4 separate regions of the Mus musculus genome follow, and regions 2, 3 and 4 are each linked to region 1. A link is a contact called in public HiCAR-type and promoter capture Hi-C data. All regions are on one chromosome and are shown on one strand. Each heading gives the region's core, a stretch centred on a gene start, on an enhancer-like site or on the middle of the called end of the contact. The rest is flanking DNA. Distances are from core to core; before and after follow the strand shown. Region 1 holds the start of Spns1 (spinster homolog 1). Region 2 overlaps Qprt (quinolinate phosphoribosyltransferase). Region 3 holds the start of Gtf3c1 (general transcription factor III C 1). Region 4 overlaps D430042O09Rik (RIKEN cDNA D430042O09 gene).

The links. Promoter capture Hi-C pulls out the DNA fragments that hold promoters and counts their contacts. HiCAR-type assays count read pairs that join an accessible place to other places.
Region 2: a promoter capture Hi-C map of the SN4741 cell line shows a contact between it and region 1, with 5 times the contacts expected there. The contact joins the enhancer-like site here to the promoter of Spns1 in region 1. A contact is called at or near these places in 7 of 39 promoter capture datasets (HPC-7-derived erythroid cells, the SN4741 cell line, hippocampal neurons and 4 more).
Region 3: a HiCAR-type map of astrocytes shows a contact between it and region 1, with 2.0 times the contacts expected there. The contact joins the promoter of Gtf3c1 here to the promoter of Spns1 in region 1. A contact is called at or near these places in 3 of 39 promoter capture datasets (the HPC-7 cell line, HPC-7-derived erythroid cells and pre-B cells) and 1 of 115 datasets of contacts at active chromatin or transcription factors (astrocytes).
Region 4: a contact with region 1 is called in a promoter capture Hi-C map of hippocampal neurons, with 4 times the contacts expected there. The contact joins the enhancer-like site here to the promoter of Spns1 in region 1. A contact is called at or near these places in 4 of 39 promoter capture datasets (the HPC-7 cell line, hippocampal neurons, liver and 1 more), 1 of 484 Hi-C or Micro-C datasets (large pre-B cells) and 1 of 9 other capture datasets (embryonic stem cells).

The regions. Positions count from the first base shown.
Region 1 is chr7:126,375,739-126,380,839 of GRCm38.p6, reverse strand. It overlaps Spns1 (spinster homolog 1), which reads left to right and starts at 2,906. Exons shown (of 12, transcript NM_023712.3): 1 at 2,906-4,003; 2 at 4,101-4,166. The coding sequence starts at 3,763.
Region 2 is chr7:127,115,770-127,120,870 of GRCm38.p6, reverse strand. All of the region lies in intron 1 of Qprt (quinolinate phosphoribosyltransferase), which reads left to right. Among named protein-coding and RNA genes, the nearest start is that of Qprt, 3.7 kb to the left of the region's middle. Within about 2 kb of position 2,655, at least 89 of the 459 cell types and tissues checked have an H3K27ac peak or open chromatin away from gene starts, as enhancers often do. A contact at or near this core is called in the SN4741 cell line and liver, where this site is marked.
Region 3 is chr7:125,705,571-125,710,671 of GRCm38.p6, reverse strand. It overlaps Gtf3c1 (general transcription factor III C 1), which reads left to right and starts at 2,984. Exons shown (of 37, transcript NM_207239.1): 1 at 2,984-3,215. The coding sequence starts at 2,995. D430042O09Rik (RIKEN cDNA D430042O09 gene) reads right to left here and starts at 2,802. Exons shown (of 28, transcript NM_001081022.2): 1 at 2,724-2,802. The coding sequence starts at 2,730.
Region 4 is chr7:125,771,237-125,776,337 of GRCm38.p6, reverse strand. The region is part of intron 6 of D430042O09Rik (RIKEN cDNA D430042O09 gene); the gene reads right to left. Among named protein-coding and RNA genes, the nearest start is that of D430042O09Rik, 66 kb to the right of the region's middle. Within about 2 kb of position 2,942, at least 29 of the 459 cell types and tissues checked have an H3K27ac peak or open chromatin away from gene starts, as enhancers often do. A contact at or near this core is called in hippocampal neurons, where this site is marked.

The DNA of each region.
Region 1 (5,101 bases), core at 1,657-4,156:
CTTGTTAACTTCAGTTCCAAGGGATTCCACATCACCTTCAGACTTCTGGGGGGCACCGGGCATATACATACATGCAGACAAAACACACATACTCATAAAATGTGTGTGTGCGTGTGTGTGTGTGTGTGTGTGTGTGTGTGTTTGTGTGTGTGTGTGTGTGTACTGGATCATGTGATTGCAGAAGTGAGGACCAGGTGCAGAAGCTCTGAGGAGGAGCCTGGGATGCTAATTTCTGTTGAGCATACTTGGCGGTGGTTCATGCGTGTAACCAGGCTAGCCTCAGCCTCCCAGGCGCTGGGATTGCAGACGTGCGCCTCCACAGGGACTGTTTTACCTTTCCTTATGTCCCTTTGCAATTTTCAGCTCCACAGCAGCAACACTTTCTAACACAGAGGTCGGTTCTTCCCGAAAGCTTCTGCAGAGCTGGTCACATCGTTTTTACTGTCCCACCTTAGCCTGAAGCAAGGCTCTAGCTGCCTCCACCTCTGCCTGATTGCCTGTTTCTTGCTTTCCCATCCGTTTGTAAGTGCCCAGCAAACACTGTCTTGTTCTTATCAATGATGTCTAGTTCCTGGTTCATGATCATATACGGTCATTGCCTCCCAAAGTCTACTGAAGGAATAAATTTCATGTCTCAGAGAACCCCACTGTCACCCATCTTAGTGAATGAGCCAGAAACAATGTGTCACCGTTGTCCCCTTTTTGTGCTGAGGGTGAAAACCGGGCCCTCATTCAGGTTGCACAGGTGCTCTGCCACTGAGCTATGTTCCAGCCAGGCTTCATACTTTGCTTTGTGATGCTAGGGATGGGGACCGAAAGCGCCATGCATCCGTAGCCCTGCAAGCTTCACCTTGAAATTTGCTTCGTCTTCCTTATCTACACCACGCCTGAACTCCACACCTTTTGATGGGGTTTTGATCTGTATAGCCCAGTAGCTTCCAACTTCAGTTTGTTCTCAGACCGGAGCCTTTCTGTTCCTCTCCATCCCGTGCCCCACCTGTAGTCTAGTAAAAGCAGTACTTTCTAAATTATAGAATTATTGTAATTTGTATTCAGATTGTATGTACATTAAGGTAAACAAGCAACCTGAGAGGGGTGGCTGACACCTTTAATCCCAGCATTCTGGAGGCAGAGGGAGGCAGGCAGATCTCTGTAAATCCCTTCATGCTCACTGCTCCCCTCCTAACCTTCAATCCATCTGCCACGGACTCAGCTTTTCTCAAATGCCAACATGATTTAAAAAAAAAATTTTTTTTGAGATAGAGACTCATTAGATAGCCCAGATAGAGTCAGTTTTCTGGGTTCAAGTGACCCACTTGCCTCCTGAGCATGTGGGATGCCTGGTGCGTGTGTCCAGACACTAGGTTTTCATTTGAATTGAGTAATGCAGTAGGCAACCTATTATGTCACGTTTCTTTCATCTCACAGTGTTTTACGTTTTTAATCTTTTATTACGTTTTTATTTTGTGTGCATGTCATGGCACATGTGTGAGGTAGAGGACAGCTTGTGGCAGGCAATCCTCTTCTGCCATTTGGATAGGGACAGAACTCAGATTGTCAGTATTGGTACCAAGTATTTTATCCTCTGAGCCACCTTGCTGGCCCTTACCTATTTTCGAACTCTCAATCTCTCTCTCTCTCTAACTTTCTCTTTCTCTCTCTCTTTCTTTCTCTGTCTCTGTATCTCATCATTATCTAGTCCAGGCTGACTTAAGACTCAATACAGTCCAGTCTTCAAATCCTCAAACTTTTATCTGCCTCTTCCTCTGCTGTGCTGAGAGGGATATTAAAAAAAAAAGATTTATTTTCTGTATATGGATACACTGTCGCTCTCTTCAGATACACTAGAGTAGGGCATTGGATCCAATGGTTGTGAGCCACTATGTGGGATTTGAACTCAGGACCTCTGAAAGAACAGTCAGTGTTCTTAACCACTGAGCCATCTCCAGCCCCAAGAGGAATCTTTAATTTTTTGTTTTGTTTTGTTTTGTTTTTTGTTTTGTCGAGACTGGGTCTTATGTACCCAAAGCCACATTAAAGTTAACTATTGCTATGTATCAAGGACCACTTTGAACTTCCAATTCTCCTCCTTCTACCTTTTGCAACGGGCTGGGTGAATGAGGTACTGGGGACTTGAGCCCAGGGTTTCAGGAATGCTTGGCAGTATTTACTATCAACTGAACTACATCCCAGTTCTGGAAGTGGGATCACAAAACAGTATTTTCATAGAATCATAGTATTTTGCATTCAGAATGTATGTATATTAAGGAAAACTAGCAACCTGAGACGGTTCGCCATGGAACACCTTTAATCCCAGCCTTCTGAAGGCAAAGGCAGGTGGATGCCTGTGAATTGGTGGCCACACTGGTCAAAAAAGGGAATTCCAGGACAGTCAGACATACAGAGAAACCTTGGAAATAAAAGAAAGAAAAATGAAAAAACAAGCCAAAAAAAAAAAAGCCTCTGCTCCGTGGGTGCTGAGATAAAAGGTTTGTTTAATTCACTGCCACACCTAGTGGGATTTTTTTTTTGTATGTTTTGTTTTCAAGACTAAAGGTATTAAAGGCATGTGCCACCAGCCAGATTGAGTTTGTTGTTGTTGGTTTATGATAAGGTTCCTCCGTGTAGCCCTGGTCACCCGGGAACTTGCTCAGTAAACCAGGCTAGCCTCGACCACAGAGATCGGCTGCCTCTGTCTCTTTAGTGCTGGGATTAGAGCCATATGCCATTTTTTGGTGCAGGGTACATTGCAGTTCATTGGTTCTGAGCCTCCGCCTGTCCTCCAGGAGAGACACCAGAGGGCGCGAGGACACTAGTCTTGGTTGGAGAAAAACTCGAGGCCATAGACAAAACATCCTCTTCCTCCTAAACTCTAGCATCTTTTCTTGGAGGCAGGGTCTCACTCAGTATGTAGCCCTGGCTGACCTGGAACTCGCTATGTAAACCAGGCTGTCCTTGAAATTGCAAAGATCTCCGTCCTTCTGCCTTCTCCTGGGACTAAAGGTATGCGCTACTACGCCCGACTCTATAGGAATCTAAATGTCCACAGTGAAAGCTCATGATTGGTAAACAAAAGGAGGCAGCTGCTCGCCGCTATTCATCCAACAATTACTGAGCAATGAAGCCATCAGCCAGTCACTGAAGAAGAAAAGAGGAAACAACTCACTAGCATCTGTAGAGATGTAATATTTCCAAATAATCCACTATCTCGTGAAATCGGATAAATGGGTATTCCATCTAGGCGATTGATTACACCAGCTTGCGAGGCCCCCTGGAGGCTACTGGTGGAAGTAGGAACGAGCGTCGGGTTACCATAGCGGAGGAGCCCTAGAAACCCTGGAGGCTTCCGTAGGCGGTGGCAGGTCACGTGTTCAATCCTTGCACCGGGTGACTTTCTCCGGTAGGGCTCCGGTGTCACATGACCTGCTCTTGGGCAACATGGCGGCAGTTGTGTTGCTGAGCTTGGACTGAGCAACAGCGAGTGTGGCGCGCTCCTTCCCGGGCTTTGGAGTGCGTCAGCGTGAGAAGAGGGACTGGGTCCTGGTCTTCCTGCTCCTGTCCCAGCGTCACCTGCACCTCCTGTGTGCTCTCCTCTGTCGGAACCAGAGGGAATGACGAAGCCCAGGGCTTTTCGCAGTGGTGCACTGTGCATCGGACCACGCTCCTAGGCGATAGTGGGCAAGTCTTCTCGCAGTCCTCTCTCCAACCTCCTTCCGTCGGAGGTAGGACCGAAGCGTGGGCGGTTGCGATTCCCCAGGGACCATGGCCGGGTCCGACACGGCGCCCTTCCTCAGCCAAGCAGATGATCCTGATGACGGGCCAGCGCCCGGCCATCCGGGGTTGCCAGGACCCATGGGGAATCCAAAGTCCGGGGAACTCGAGGTCCCAGACTGTGAGGGGCTACAGCGCATCACTGGCTTATCTCGGGGCCATTCGACCCTCATAGTGGTGGTTCTGTGCTACATTAACCTCCTGAACTACATGGACCGCTTCACCGTGGCAGGTACGCACTGATGCTCCGAAGAAGGGATATAGGCAAGGGAGAAGTTCCCCAGGATAGGGTCGCCTCTTGGCGCTCATTCTTTGTTTTTTCTTTCCAGGGGTTCTTACAGACATCGAGCAGTTCTTTAACATCGGAGATGGTAGTACTGGCCTCATCCAGACTGGTGAGTGAGGCTACTGCCCACACAACCCCTCGTTCTTAATTGCCTCAAGTAGGCCTACATACATGCAGGTTTGCCTAGTGAAGCTTTAGTGGCCAGGGCTCTTGGAGGCAATGGCCGTGGCTGCTCTTGGGCTGTCCACTTGAGCTGGGACATCGCACAGAGGGAGCCAGCTAGTTATTATGAGTCGGTAGGCAACACACTCATCCACTTTAAGCCTCATTTTTCTGGTCTGTAGAATGAAGCTAGTAATAAAATGGGCTAGTTCTTTAGACTGGTGTGAGGACTAGGTCATGCCTTGTGTGTGGCACATAGTGGGCACCAGGATACAATGGCAGGAGTGCTTGGCACTGCTGTGGGGGGAAAGTCTCCATTTCTGAGAGCCTATTATGTGCTAGGTCCTAGTAGTGCGCCCTAGAAGTGGTAGGGGCCCTACAAGGACGTTGGCCAGGTATTCTTGCCTATAGTTCTGTCAGCTGAGGAGTAGCATTCATTGCCTTTCCTATTTGTACTGGGAGAGCTACCTGTATTTTTATCAGAAGAGCTAAGATTTGCCCAGGGTCACATAAGCAAAGAGGTGAATGAGAATTTGAAACAAGGTTTTCAAGTATTTGTTTTTCCTACTCCAGGCCAGAGAGGAACTGGGTAGAAGCATTAAGTGTGCAGAAAAGAGAACGAGGTCAAAGGTCCACATGGTGTGGATTCAACACTCGTTCATTGGACACGTGTTTTATGCTAGGTTATGAATTAAAGGAGATGCAGACCTGGCCCACCCAGGAGCTGACACCCTGCTGTGCCTGAGGGGGTTAATTAAAATGGAATAATTTTTCAGATGGATAAGGCTTTTGTAAAAGAAGGGTAGAGCCAGGTGTGTTGGCACACTCCTTTAATCCCAGCACTTGGGAGGCAAAAGGCTGGAGGGTTGCTGTGAGCTTAGG
Region 2 (5,101 bases), core at 1,406-3,905, 740 kb before region 1:
TTTTCTGAGAAAGGGGGTTCAATAATGGCATTTTTCATCCAACCCGGGTTTCTGAATTTTTAAACTTATTATTGTATGTGAGTGCATGGTGGTGGGGGTGTCAGGTGTCACAGTGTGGAGGTCAGAGGACATCTTTTCAGAGGTTGTTCTCTTCTTCTTTCCACCTTTGTACGTCTCTGGGGATGGAGCTTGGGGCCTCCTGAACTGTCTTTCCCCTCTGATTATTCATTTAGTTTTGAGACAGGTCCTCACTGTGGAGCCCTAGCTGGGCTGGAACACTCAGCAATCTTCCTGCCTATGCCTCCCGGGTGCCGAGATTAAAGGGGTGTGCCTGGTTTTGTTTATTCCTAAGACAGAGTATTTTTTTAATATTTTAAATTCTGTTTATGCATGGCAGGAGTTATGCACACATGTGTGGGGTTGCCAGATGCCATAGGCATTGGGTCTCCCTACAGTTACAGGCGGTTGTGAGCCACCTGATGTGTGTGCTAGGAACAGAACTTGGATCTTCTGCAAGAACAGTGTGGACTTAACCTTTGAGCCTCAGTGATATGCAGGGCCACATCTCCAGGGTCTTGATTCACAGCCCAACATGGCTTGCAACTCATGTAGCTCAGAGTGACCTTGAACTTACGATGAGCCCCAGCCTCCCAAGTGCTGACATTACTGGTGTGTGATCCACCACAGGCTCCAGACCCAAATTCTTAATAAGAATAAATTAAAAACCTCACATACTCAAGGATGGGGTCTCGAGAGAGGGCTCAGTGGGTAAAGTACCAGCCTTACCAGCATGAGTTCAGATTCCCCAGGACTCACACAAAAGTTAGCCTGCAATGCTCACACTCGGTGTGTTGAAGAGGCGGAGGGGTGGGAGTTGTAGGCAGATCCTGAGTTGAGCTCAGGAATGATAGAAAAACACAGTAGACATTAGCCAGGTGTGAGTTTGAGGCCAGCCTGGTCTACATAGTGAGTTTCAAGAGGATCAGAGCTACACACTGAGGTCTTGTCTTGAAAAAGAAAAGCACACTGGTCATTAGTCTCTGGCCTCTATACACAGGCTCAAATGTGTGTGCGTGCACACACGTGCACATACACACTCACACACACTCCCCTCATGGACATCTCTGTGGCCTCCCAAGCACAGAGCTTAGAGGGGACCCCAGAGTCACCTACATAAAATCCCATTTCTGACACTTGACAGCTATGCCACCTAGACCCCATACTTCACCTTGCTGTGCTCAGCTTTCTTGTTGGTAAATTAAAAATAGTGTCTTTCCCAGAGGATTGTGGGATTAAACACCTTCACAAAGGGCTGGTAGCCAGAAACAGGGTAGAGAGGGAGCCTTCAACTTTGTCCCTGTTCTTTGTTGTTTGAGTCAGGATTTCTCTGGGTAGCCATGGCTATCCTAGAACTCACTCTGTAGATCAGGCTGACCTTGAACTCCGAGCTCCACTTCTGGAACCCTGACTCTCCATGTTTGGCGAGTCAGACTCTCTTCCTGTTTCTTCATGAGCTGGAGATGGAGGTTCCTCCCACTCACCCTATTGGCCTCTCGGAGCCAATGCTCACATCGCAGGACTCACCTCCCAGCATCTGGTCCTTTCTCTTTTGCTTCCCTCTGCCCTTAAGGTTCTGGTCCACACTGCTGCCTCAAGCATGTGACATCTGATGTTTGACTCTGGCTCAGGCAGAAGGCTGGCGAGGACCAGTGACCTGCATAACATAAGCCAGGACACGGTAGACAAGGAAAGGGCTCGACACCCAGGCTGGGGAGTCAGGGAAACAAAGGGTCAGCCAGTCTAGAGTGCCACAGAAGTCCCTGGGAGCCAGTAGACACAGTGGGCATACTGGGCAAGGACTGAGCCCTGGAGCTGTGACCTTGATGTGACCTTTAGAAGCACACCCTGTTGTCACAGTTCACTCTGGTTCACCGCCTCTCGCCAAAGCTCTTTCAATAGCTTCCTAACCAAGAACCCTAGACACGGTTTAAATGTATACATGTGTGCAGGCAAGCATGCGCCATAGAGTGGAGGTCAGAGGGCAACTTCCTGGAGTCAGTTCTCTCCTTCCACCACGTGGGTTCTGGGAATAAACTAAGTCATCAGACTTGAAGGCAAGTGACTTTGCACACTGAGCCGGCTCACTGGCCCCTAAATATTAAAACCGCAATCTTCATTGTTTTTATCCTCTGACTTCCAATCAAAATTCTATAGTGACTCTATAGAGCCTGGCTCTGCCTGGCTCTGCCTGGCTCTTTTCACTACGCATCTTTTTCTCTCTTTCCTTTCTCTCTTTCCTTTCTCAGAACCTGAACCACATTTGCCAGTATCCACCACATCTCCAGGGTGCCTGCAGCCTCTCTCTACCATTGAGCAGTCTCTCTGGAGGAGGTCTAACTTGTGTTCAGAGCCAGCCCTTTGCAGCCTCTCCTTCGCCCTCACACTCTCAGCAAATCATCCCCCCGCCACCCCTCCAAGTGTGTGCGCCGCTCCAGCCCTCGGTCATAGGGGGTCTCTACTGGGTCCTATTTGGAAGTCATTTCTGTTCCCTAGGAAATGAGGGTATTTGGAAAGGACGCATCAGGGAGGAGCTGTGTTGACTAGCCTCTATCTCCACCTGCTGTTTGTCCAATGAATCAACAAAGAAAGCCGAGGGAAGAGCTGAGCTGGGAGACAGACTCCTGAGCCCTGACACTGGTGGCTAGGCTGGACTCAGATGTGAGTGTCCCTCTGCCTCACAACAGGCAGTCCTGTGACTCCTGTGACAATCACCTTCAGAGAGCCCAAGGGAACATGGGCGGAGTCAGGATAGCAGTCCAGATGTTTCTGACTCATACCTCCCACCATTCTCATTAGGCCAGGAGCCAGCCCGGCTTTATGACCGAGCCTGAACTTCCCAGTAGTGTGGACTTACCCTATTTTTCTTACCCAGTATCAGACTGAAGTTACCCTAAGGAGATGTTTGCTTGTGCCTTCTCTTTGGCTGAGACATTACTGAACTAATGGTCTCCAAAACTTTAGAATTTCCTGGGAACCTCATGCTGAAGCCCAGGGGCAGCCAGCTGGGGAGGGTGTGTCCAGTAGGAGGCTACACACAGGCTACTGGTCACACCGCCTTGTCAGAGGAGCGCTAGGATGGGCAGAAGCATCCCTGGTCAGGACGGCTTAGTTTATTCATGCTTCTTGCCCTGTATCTAATCTAGACCTCAGGTGAAGATCCCAGTGATGGCTCAGGCAGGCCTTGAATTTGAAATTCTCCTGTCCCAGTGTCTTTTGTAGTTAAAGTTACAGGCTCATACCACCACTCCTGAAACACTTTTTTTTTCTTTTTTTAGGATTTATTTATTTATTTTATGTATATGGGTACACTGTAGTTGTCTTCAGACACACCAGAAGAGGGCGTCAGATCACATTGCAGGTGGTTGTGAGCCACCATGTGGTTGTTGGGAATTGAACTCAAGACCTTTGGAAGAGCAGTCAGTGCTCCTAACCACTGAGCCATCTCTCCAGCCCCCAAACACCTTTTTTTGTTGTTCATTTAAAACAAAAATTTAAAGAAAAGGTCTCATTTGACCAAGGCTGGCTTCAAACCATCTATTTTGCTAAGGGTGACCTTGAACTTCTGATCCTTGTCTCCATCTCCAAATGCTGGAATTACAGGTGTGCGGGAGATGGCACCCAGGGCTTCCTGCATGCCAGGTAAGCACTCCAGCAGATTAGCTATATATCATGGCTGCCAAGCCAATTTTATCAGAGTTTTATTCTCCCCCAGATAAAAAGGTATCCCGTGGGGCCCAAGAGAGGGCTCAGCCATTAAGATCATTGGCTGCTCTTCCAGAGGTCCTGAGTTCAATTTCCTGCAACCACTTGGTGGCTCACAATGATCTGTAATGGATCCAATGCCCTCTTCTGGCGTCTGAAGACAGCAACAGTGTACTCATATACATAAAATAAACAAATAAATCTTTTTTTTTTTAATAAAATAAGGTCTCCCATGAGAGATCAGGTTTACCGCCACGTGAGATTATCCTCTCCACAGTCCAGGTGCCTAGGAGAAACTTCTCCACAGATGACGTGGCAAGGGCTCTAGTCAGTGGCGGCTGACAGCTGTCCCCCCCAGGCAGCTCACTGCACCAGCCGGGTTCCTCCTCCGCCTGCAGCTCAGTGAAGCTTCCCGCTGCAGTTAGTGCCTTCCAGGGGCAGCTGCTGGTTAGTAAAGGCTGCTTATTCAGAACCTGCTCTCAGAGATCCCTTTTGTTGGACATGTTAGCCGGTGGGCCTTAAAGAACACCAGAGGTGTTTGTTTATTCCCTCAAGTGGAAACAGTGTGAACAGTGTGCCCTACACCAGGCAACCAGGGTAGCTTGTCTTGGAGACGTCTGTGTCGGGGAAGTCTGGGGGCTGAAGCAGCTGGGTTGTCCTGAAAGTCCTCACTGTGGAGAGGAAGAACAGTCAAGCTGCAAGCCTCACCACTCTAGCTCTGCGCTTGAGGAAGCTTCCCTTTCCATTTCCAGCCAAGGTTTTCCATCTATAAATACTGTGTGTATCGTGAGGGACTGTGGGTAATGACTGTTGTGCACCATGGGAGACTGTGGGCAATGACTGCTGTGCACCATGGGGGACTGTGGGTAACAACTTCTGTGTACTGTAGGGACTGTAGGTAGGATCTATGACAGCACACAACCAGCGCCCTGGTATGGCAGGCCCAAGTGTGTGGTGGCCATCGATCTTCCCTGACTGAGAAGCTCTGCTAGCAATTAGATTCACGCTCCTCCTTCCACATGGTACCCGACTCCCCTGCTGGGGCCCAGGGACCAACATTTGCACAGATCTCCACTACTTCTGCTGTTCAAGAAAGTTCACAGAGACTGGGGAGACAGCTCAAGAGTTAGAGCTCTGCTGCAAAGGACTGAGGTTCGGGCTCTAGCACCCACACAGTGGCTCGCCATCATCTGTGACTCCGGTTCCAGGGGCTCCAACAACTTCTGGTCTTCAAGGGTACACATGTAGTGAATACATATACGGACGTGAAACACTCATACACAAAAAATAAGTAAATCTAAAAAAATTGGAACAAGAAATTTGTTTTGGTTCCCAGCCA
Region 3 (5,101 bases), core at 1,735-4,234, 670 kb after region 1:
TTCTGGGTCTTTTGAGATAAAAAAATTTTTTACTTTCTCTGTAACCCAGGATGGCCTCAAACTTGGGCTTTTCCTGTCTCTGGCTCCCAAGTGCCAGGATTACAGGTGTGAAACTCCTAAGTAATTTTTTCTTGTTCTCCCTTTCTTTCTTTGATACCAGATAATTTCTAATGTCACCATCTAGAGGATTTGAATGTTACTGAGCCAGCTTTTTCCAAATGACCAATAGCCGAAGCTATAAAATTGAATATGGGGAAAATAGCCCATAGATCAAAGGGCATGACAGACAAATGGAATTGATTATACGAGTCCCAAGTTCACTAACCTCATTATGATTAACCTTCTAGAAACTGTCACTTGCTAAGTTTTGATGTACTGCCAAAGTGTCTACAGCTATCTGAAGAGGTAGTGCCATTCATTTCCCCATCCACTTATGTATGGGACCATCTGTTCAAATTCATTAGCCAAAATAGCATAGCTCTTGTAGAAGTTAGGATCCTAGAGTACAGGAGGTCAGCTTCCTCCTGTTGGCTCTCTGAGACAAGATCTCACTATGTAGGTCAAACTGGCCTGGAAGCCTCAGCCTCCACATGCTGGGATAACAGGCATGCAGTCCCCACATGCATCTGGCTTACATATTTCCTATTAAGCTAGACATGGAGATTGGAGAAAATGTAAAATAAGCCATGTATAGTTATCATGCCAATAATTGTAATCAGGAGCCTGAAGCAAGAGGTTCAAAAGTTCAAAGCTAGTCCAAGCAATTTACTGACACTTTGTCTTAAAAGGGGTGGGACAGCCACTTGGTATACAGCTCAGCCTGGGGCAATTGCCTAGAACAAGTGAGATCAGGGGTTTAATCCCTAGCCCTAAAACAGAAGGAAAGCCGGGCAGTGGTGGTACACACCTTTAATCCCAGCATTTGGGAGGCAGAAGCAGGAGGATTTCTGAGTTTGAGGCCAGCCTGGTCTACAGAGTGAGGACAGAGTCCTGGACAGCCAGGGCTACACAGAGAAACCCTGTCTTGAAAAACCAAAGGGAAGGGGAAAAAAAAAAAGGTAAAAGGAAAGAAAAGGAGAAAGCCAGTTAAATGGCATGACAGCATTTGCATGTAATCCCAGCACCCAGGAGGCTAAGGCACGAGGATCGGGAACTCCGATTCATCCTTGTCTACACAGCAAGTTTGAAACTAGACTGAGTTACATTAGACCCTGTCCCAAAACAAAACAAAATCACAAAATCAAGAAGGGAAAGAAAGGGAGAGAGGAAATAGAAAGCTATTACTTTTTTTTTTTTTTTTTCCTATTTGGAGGAGGGGTACACACAGCTATCTTCACTTAAAAGATCTAAGTTCAGGAGTAAGAGTTTCCTGTTTCTTGTTTGTTTAGAGACAGGGCCTCCCCAAGTAGCTTAGCTTTGGCTGACCTGGCACTCACTTTGTAGAAGAGGTCATCCTCACAGAGATGTCCTGAGGGCTGGGGAAGAGGCATGCACCACCGCTCTTGGCCTGAGGTTCGTTCTAAGTGAATAAATGTCTTGAAATTTTGCATTTATGTGGCAGCATCACAGATATAATACACACTTATATTGCTTAAAGGTCTTGTAAAGGAAAGGCTTAAAGGAGTCCAAGGACTCCTAGATTTTAAGAACCACTGTTCGACAGCAGGACAGGGCAAACTGATAAAACGCATTTTTTTATAGTGCCTCGAGGACAAAGGACAAAGGCACCCTTTAAGCAGATGTAACACATTCGATGGTAACATGTCTTTCCATGCTACATCCACTGGCTTTCACAGCAATGCAGAAGGAAGGGGCAGTAATGAACTGTGAAGCAGCACAGACCCTTCCAGTCTCCTCAGACATCAGTGTTCCCATCTGAAAAGCTGGATATCAGAACAGCTATTCCCAGGGAGCGCCTGAGTGTCCACAGTGATTCTAACCAGGCTGCCTTTAGCCTTACGACTGACTAACTAACTGGCTATCATAGTTTGAGACTTGCTCCTAAAAACAATCTGCTTCTGTACAGATTGGCAACTGGTTTATCAGTCACAGCCCACCAAACTTGCTCCCGTAGACATGTGCACTGGCAAGCTCTGGAATGGAAGGCTTCTAAAATATTTTTTTTTTTCAGATTTTAAACTCCCATCGTCCAGGAGTCTTACTCATGCTGTCTCTTGATTAGCTATTTGACTTTGGCCAGGCAAAGTGGCCTGCCTTGTCTGAGCCTCAGCTCCCTCGCCTGTAAAATAAGTGACTATCCCAAAGGACTGCTGTGAAACGTTTGCACTTGTCAGTAGCTACAGAAACCCTGGCACCGAACAGTACTCAGTTCACGTGAGTTATCAACAATACCGAAGCACATAAAACTCTTCCCAGCCCTTTCCCTCCACTCCTGATGCCAGGAGCTGACAAACGTACTCCCAAGGGACACGCTTACCGCCAACCAACTTCGACATTCCCATCGCCCATCCCAGGACCCCCGCAATCCTCCTCACGCCTCCCCCGCGCCAATCTCTTCCCCGTCCCCCCTCCCTAAGTCTGAGAGAGGGACTCCTACAAAACCACTCCCAGCCGTGGTCCCCATCCCGCACCGCCAGAACCTTCCCCTCAGGCTGGACACCATCCTGGGCCGGGGTCCCTGTGGCTAGGCGTTCCTCCCTGAGACACCTCCGAGGGATGAGGGACGGCCGCCCAACCTCCCGGCGGGGCCCACGGACACTAACCGTCCATCCCTAGAGGCGGCGGTTCCGGCCTCCCGAACCGGAAGCGGCCCTGACAGTGTTTGCAGTTCCCCTGGTTACTACGGGGTTCCGGACCAATGGAGGAGGAACTCTGATCATTGAGCCCGCCCTCGGGTAGCGTGACGTCACGGCGGAGCGCTGGGACTCCCCATCAGTCCTCCCTAGGCCTCGGATCGCTGTACGCAGGCGCATTGGGCCCTGGCCTCGGCGGCGAGGTGCGCAGGCGCCCCGGGCGCTGCTAACTGAAGCGGCCATGGACGCGCTCGAGTCGTTGTTGGACGAGGTGGCCCTGGAGGGGCTCGACGGCCTGTGCCTGCCCGCGCTGTGGAGCCGCCTGGAATCCCGCTCGCCTGCCTTCCCATTGCCTCTGGAACCCTACACGCAGGAGTTTTTGTGGCGGGCTTTAGCCACGCACCCGGGCATCAGTTTCTACGAGGAGCCGCGAGAGAGACCTGACCTGCAGCTCCAAGACCGGTCAGCCACCAGGGGTGGGGCGAGGGCTGAGAGCCTGGAGCGGGGCAGGATGGTGCGATGCAGAACGGGGACCGTGGGACGTGGGGGATGGGCGCGGGAGGCGAGCAAACCTGAGCTCTGCGCCCTAGCAGGCCGGAGTAGATGAGCTGGGGGATGGGGTATCCGCTGTGACGGAACTGTTTCCCAGTGTGTTAAAGGAGCGAGTCTAAAGAGTTCCTTTAAGTTGGGTGATAGGACGGGAGTAGGAAAGTGGTTAAAAAGTGGGACTAGGTGAGGTCCTTCAGGGACCTTTAGGGAGCGTTCGTTCCGAAAGCTAAGGCAGCTCACTGGAGGTCTGCATAGCCCCGAATAGCAGTGAAAGAGTAGCCGAGGTGGACTGGGCGCTTCCCATAGGTGGGTTCCAAGACCCAGTTCTGGAAGCGACAGAACTCAGTTCCGCGACACTGAGCGAGACACTATTGTCTTTTCATTTTACAGAGGAGGAAACTGACGCCGAGAGGTTAAGGGATTAACCTTAGGTTAAGTACAGGATTCAGGGATTGCTAAATGCACTTTTCCCTTCTCCTATCTGTCCTTCTCCAGGAGCAGAATCCAGCTCCTTGCATGCTCTGCCCTTAGCCTCAGCCCACCCCTTACTCCCCTGTACAAGTTTTTGTTAAGAAAGGGCTGACGAGCTGGTCTTGGTGTTACACGCCTTTAATCCCAGCACTTGCGAGGCAGAGGCAGGCGGATTTCTGAGTTCGAGGCCAAGGCTACACAGAGAAACCCTGTCTCGAAAAACCAAAAAAAAAAAAGAAAAGAGAAAAAAAGAAAAAAAAAAGAAGAAAGAGCTGACAATACAGTTCAGTGTGATTTCATATCATACCCGCTTGCCTCTGCACTCTAGCACTTGGGTTACAGGCATGCCCTACCATGCCCTGCAAGTTGGAACTCTTAAGCTATATTATGAAGGTCAGAGGAGGTTCTAGAGGTAATAATGAACCAGATAAGTTTAGATTTAGGCGGCCACTTGGCAGAGTGCTCTGAACAAGCAACACCAAGTAGAATAGCTTAACGGGAGAGAAGTGAACTGCGTGCGCCTGAAGAGTACGCTTGGAAGCAGGGAGCGTGGAAAGTTTTACAACACCCTGAAGAGGAGGCTCAGGGGGTGAAGTGGGCATCCACTAGGATTCCAGGAAATTTAGGTCCAGGATCTACTCTGCCCTTGACTAAACTGTCTGAGAAAGAACCTGTGATCATCTAGTCCACTTGATGAAGCTGTCCTTTACTATAAAGACAGAGGGAAGTCTCCGGAGGGGGAGTGAGGCTGGTGACAGTGAAGCTGAGAGTCACAACCAGTCAGGGACTGGTTTATCCTGGTGGGGATGGGAATAAAGAAAGCATAGGATCAAGACATCCCAGGTAGCCTGGCCTAGTAGCACACACCTGTACTCCCTGCAGGCAGACTCCAGCAGGAGGGTCTGAAATCAAGGCCAGCTCCAGTTATATGGTGATTATTAAAAGGCAGTGGTGATGCACGCCTTTAATCCCACTTGGGAGGCAGAGGCAGGTGCAGTTTTGAGTTCGAGGCCAGCCTGGTCTACAGAGTGAGTTCCAGGACAGCCAGGGCTATACAGAGAAACCCTGCCTCGAATTCCCCCCTGCCACCCCCACCCCCCCAAAAAAAAGACAGTCTAATCGTGATGGCAGCACATGACTTTGGGCAGAGGCAGGCGATCTTTGAGGTTGAGGCCAGCCAGGTCTACAGAGTGAGCAGGACAGCCAGGGCTACACAGAGAACCTCATTCTTGAAATACCTAGTTAATTAATTAATTACAAATAAGAAAAAAAAAAAGCATGTTAGTAAGACAGTCCAGAGAATTTGGTGTCTGGTGCTATGGAGTGTG
Region 4 (5,101 bases), core at 1,693-4,192, 600 kb after region 1:
TCAGCACCTCTCTGTCTGAGAGTGTGTGTGTGTATGTGTGTGTGTGAGTGTGTGTGCGTGTATGTGTGTGTAGGGGTTGCTCTTCGGCTGCTCACCCTGCCATCTGCCTTTCCTGACCACTACCTTCTGTTGCCACTCCCACACTGGTCTGATCACACTCTTTCAATCTGTCAAAACCACTGAAGACATAGCCACTACACTACATGGCCAAGCCATTATATCCTAAACAGTGTTCTAAGCTACTGGTTGAGTGAGTTGAGTGTGGAAAGATAGCCATAGTGTTTTGTGGAGTAAAGTAATAATAATAATAATAATAATAATTAATAATAATAATAATGTAGGCTTATCAAATAGGATAGATGGCAAACCTCACTTATGTTAAACTAGCAATAAAAAATATGTCTAGCTACTCAGAAGGCTGAGGCAGGAGGATTTCAAGGTAAAGCCTGCTTGGGCTACAGAATGAGTTCAAAGGCCCTGCCTTGAAATTTAAGACATGAAAAGAGGACTGAGACGACAGTTCAGAGGGTGCTTATGTAGCATATGAAGGGCCTATATTCAATCCTGCATACTACAAAAAATGATAAGTCAGAATAAATGAAAGGGAGCACTTGCTTACGGGTTCTGCTATCTGCATTATCAGAAATTCCCAGGTAACAGCCCTTCCCTGTCAGCCAGCACTTGCTTTGTAAGTCTCCCTGTAGGAGCAGCCTGCCATAGTGCCTGCTGTGGTAGGTCAGGCTCCTCTGGGGATGCCTGGACAATGGCAGCATGCACCTGTAATAATGACACTAGGCTGTATCTGTGGGGATAAAATCTTTACCTTATTGTTGGACCCACACTGTGATGGTGGCTTTTGTCAACTGGACACAACCTAGAGTCATCTGGGAAGTGTCTCAATGAGGAACTGTCTAGATCAAGTTGGCCTGTAGACATGTCTTGATTGTGCTAACTGAAACAGGAAGCAGCACTCATGGTGGGTGGCACCATTCCCTAGGCAGGGGATCCTGCACTGTGTAAGGTGGAGAAAAAGAGCTGAGCGCTAACATGCAGGAATTCATCCATTGCTCCCTGCTCTTGATGATGAGTTTAATGACACTGGCTGCTTCAAGTTCTTGCCACCTTAATGTCCTTGCTATGACAAACTCTAATCCAAAATTCTAACCTAAAAATAACCCTTTTTCCCTTAAATTGCTTTTGTCAGGGTACTTTATCATAGCAACAGAAATGAAACAAATATACACAATGGGGAGAAAGCTATGAAGGGCTTCTGGAGAGTTTCCCAGTGGTTATGGCTTCATGTGGCTTAACAGGGCCTGGTGATCACAAACTTGGAAGTACCTCTCCCTGAGATGGACACAGGCTCTCTGCTCCCCACCCCCAGATGCAATAGACAGGCCACCTATAAGCAGTCTGGACAATGATGCACAGGGCACGGGGCTCTGAAAAGACTACTGGGGTGGAGAGATGGCCACTGACCTGGTGCAAGCCTGCCATACCTGTGTTCAGTCTTTGGATCTCACAGTTGAAGGAGAGAACTGACTCCTGAAAGCTAACCTTTGACCTCCACACATGTGAAGAGTGACACACTTGTACTGCCCCTCACACACACAAATAATAATAAAGAAAAATTTAATTTTAAGACTTTAATTTTAGACATTTTGGATTCATTCTTGATTCCTAAAGAAACCACTTCCTCAGATGGAGACTGAGTCTCCCACAACAACACTTATAGCATGGGCCCAGGTACTGGGTCCAAACTCTCTAGAAAGAGCTCCCCTGTGTTAGAGTTGGAAAACTGGTCAGAACCCTATGGAGGCCTCTTATCCAGCATAAGAAAACCCTGTCTCTGCCACAGTCCCCAGCCTCAACCCCCCAGTCCCCACAGTCCCCCAGCCTACTGTCCTGCTCACAGCTGCTCCTCCAAGCCTGCTCACCTCACAAGAGGCTGTGTCTCAGTACTAAACAGGAACCTCTGCCTGTCTTTCCCTGTTCCCACAGTCCAATCTGCTGTTTCCAGAGCCCTGTCACCTCCTGACACACTACATGCTCTTTTATTTGGCTCTCTAGCAGCCCTGAATGTCCTGAAACTCACTATGGAGGCCAGCCTGGCCTCCAACTCTGAGATCTGCTTGTACCTGCCTCTGGAGTGCTGAGATTAAAAGTGTGCACCATCAAGTCCCACCTGTGTGCTTATTTATCAACTACTTTATCTTCAGCATCTGGGAGTATGTGGCATGGACCATGCACCTTGGGGACACACCTCTGGTTCCAGCAGCCAGCCCAGTCATTCCTCATAAGAAAGTATACCATGGACAAATGTGGTGATTCATGCCTTTGATCCCAACACTTGAGAGGCAAAGGCAGGTGGATCTCTGTGAGTTCAAGGCCAGGTTTGCCTACATAGTGAATTCTAAGCCAGCCAAGGCCACATAGTGATACTATCTCTCAAAAAGAAAAAGAAAACAAACAAAAAAGTATAACATAGTACACATCAAGCAGTTGGGAAACAGGAGCATTATGATTCATGGCTAGCCTGGGCTACAATGTAGGTCCTTGTGCTGGAAAAGAAGAGTAGAAAGAAGAAGGAGGAGAAGGAGGAGGACCCCAATCACCTGACTATTTTTAAAGGAAGGAACCCCCCCAATTCATATCATCACATGGAATCTCCTGATTGTATCAGTGTTGGCTGCTCATTGAATCTTCCCACAGCACCATACAAGGCAGCATACAGGGGCTGAGAGAGCACGCCTCCAGGATGCCAGTCTGCAACTCAAAGCCACCAAGGAACTGAATTTCACAGGATGTGATGGAAAGCAAAAGGCTGGCATGTTCCGGCGGCGGCGGCAGAGGGGAGGTGCAAAGCCTCTATGTGGATGCGGATCCCTTCTGCTCCAGCTCAGGCCTCACTTGCTTCATGCCGGGCTGGTATATTTAGCCATGCCTAGCGTGGCTTCTGTGCCTGTGCAGATGGCAGCTCTCAGGGCTTCTTTCTGCTGTGGCAGGCAAGTAGCACCACTGTCTGTCTCTCTCCCCCTTTGCAGGGAAATAACTCCAAGGGGAAATTGACTGTGAAGCCTTAAGGAGAGCCCTCTCAAGATGTGGAGAAAGGCAGGAAAGAAATATAATCAGGTGCTCACAGTGGGGAACGTGAAGTGCTGGCAGAGCGGCAGGGGCTGCAACTGAGCATGTGCACCAAAGACTGCTACTAAGGCTACTAACGCTGAGGGCAGGAGAAGCCTGGTGGGAGGGGGCCTCTGCAGTCCACTGTGCAGGCTGCTGGGAGCCTGCCAAAGAGGAAAAGGTATCAACTTAACAGAAGGTGCCAGGCGCTTCACCATGGACAAACAATGCTCTCCAGCTCAAACGGCGCACAGCACTCTGGGACCTGGTGTGGGTGTAGGACTATAAGCGACTGGACATGGCTAAGATCCCAGCTGAAAGAAAATGAAGGTGTGTTTTATCCAGACTGATCCCAAGCATGGGGCTGTTGGTAAGTTCAAAAGCAAATCGTGAGCCAGGTGTGGAGGTGCTAGCAGGAAAACCCTGCCTGTGAGGCTATCTGGGACTACATAGTAAAGCCTCTCAAAAAGACGAGGAGGAGAGCTGCGAGAAGAAAGGAACCGGGAGAAGTCAGTGGGTAAAGGTGCTAGCCGTGGAAGCCTGTGACCTGAGTTCATCACCCAGAACCCACATAAAGGTGGAAGGAGAACCGAGTTCTAAGGTTGACTTCTCAGGTCCTGTATGAGCTACAGCGTGTACACACACACACACACACACACACACACACACACACACACAAAGAGAGAAAGAGAGAGAACAAACTACATGTGTGCAATTTGTGCAAGTGTACATAGACCCCTTTCACCTAGCATGTGGGGTAGGAGGATCCCAGCTCCTTCTCTGCTTGAGCAAATAAAAACTGTGAACACAGAGCAGGTTTCTTGGACAGAATTCCCTGCTCCTTTCTCTTTCTGTCATTCACATTTCAGCAACCATAAGTCAGGGAAGGAGAAGGCCCTGTCTGAGGCTATGAATCCGCAGGCCCATAGCTGAGTGATACAGTTGAACAATGGGGCATGTTCTACTTAGCAATTTGACTTTCGCCTGCAGTCTCTCCAGAATGTTGCTTCTATACAACAAGAAGAAATGATGTATTCATTCATTTTAATTATTAAAGCTGTCCCCCCAGAACAGTGGTTCTCAACCTTCCTAATACTTTGGCCCTTAATACCGTTCTTTATGTTGTGGTGACCCTCAACCATAAAATTATCTCACTGCTACTTCATAACTGTAATTTTGCTACTGTTATGAATTGTAATATAAATATCTGTGTTTTCCCGATGGTCATTTGACCCACAGGTTGAGAACCACTGCCTTAGACTAAACTCTACTTGTCAAACCCTATCCCACATTCTAGCCCAGGCCCACGATGCACCTCCTGGTCCACTCCACTGTCTTCTCATTCAGTGTCTCAAACCATTCCATGATCTCCTATGCACACTGTGCTGGCACTGAGCTCCTGAAGCCCAGCCTCTTGCCAGCTGTAAAGGCTTTCTTGCCTGTGCTCTTGCACAGTCTGTGCATGATACTCTCCCCCTGACATCCCGCCGTCCACTTCCCCCTCTGATTTTATTTATTTTTGTTATGGTTGTTTTGAAAAGGGTTTCCCTATGTCCCCCTGGCTGACCTTGCTAGGGACCGTCCTGCTCTGTCTCTGAACAGTGCCATTATAAACGTGCGCTTCCACACCCAGCTCCCTCTTCTGTCTCCTTCAGAGAGCTTCCTGATATCTGAAATGGTCTTATCTCATCCTGCCTTTTTCTATCTCACCTGGAACATAAACTAGTTAAGAACAGGCACTTTGTGTGCTTGTTGATTTCCATGTCTGTGGTGCAAAGAACAGACAAGGTTCAAGAATGCACTGCCAGGAAATGCTTGTGGAAGGGGAGTCTGGGGCATAGTATTACTGGAAACACACTGGTGGTCATTGACCCCCGTCAGCTGCAGCACCAACATGGCTCTGAGCTGCAGATACTCAGCTGTCTGGATGTTCTGCTGCCTGGAGTCACCGTGATCTTCAGAATACCTCACAGGCCAA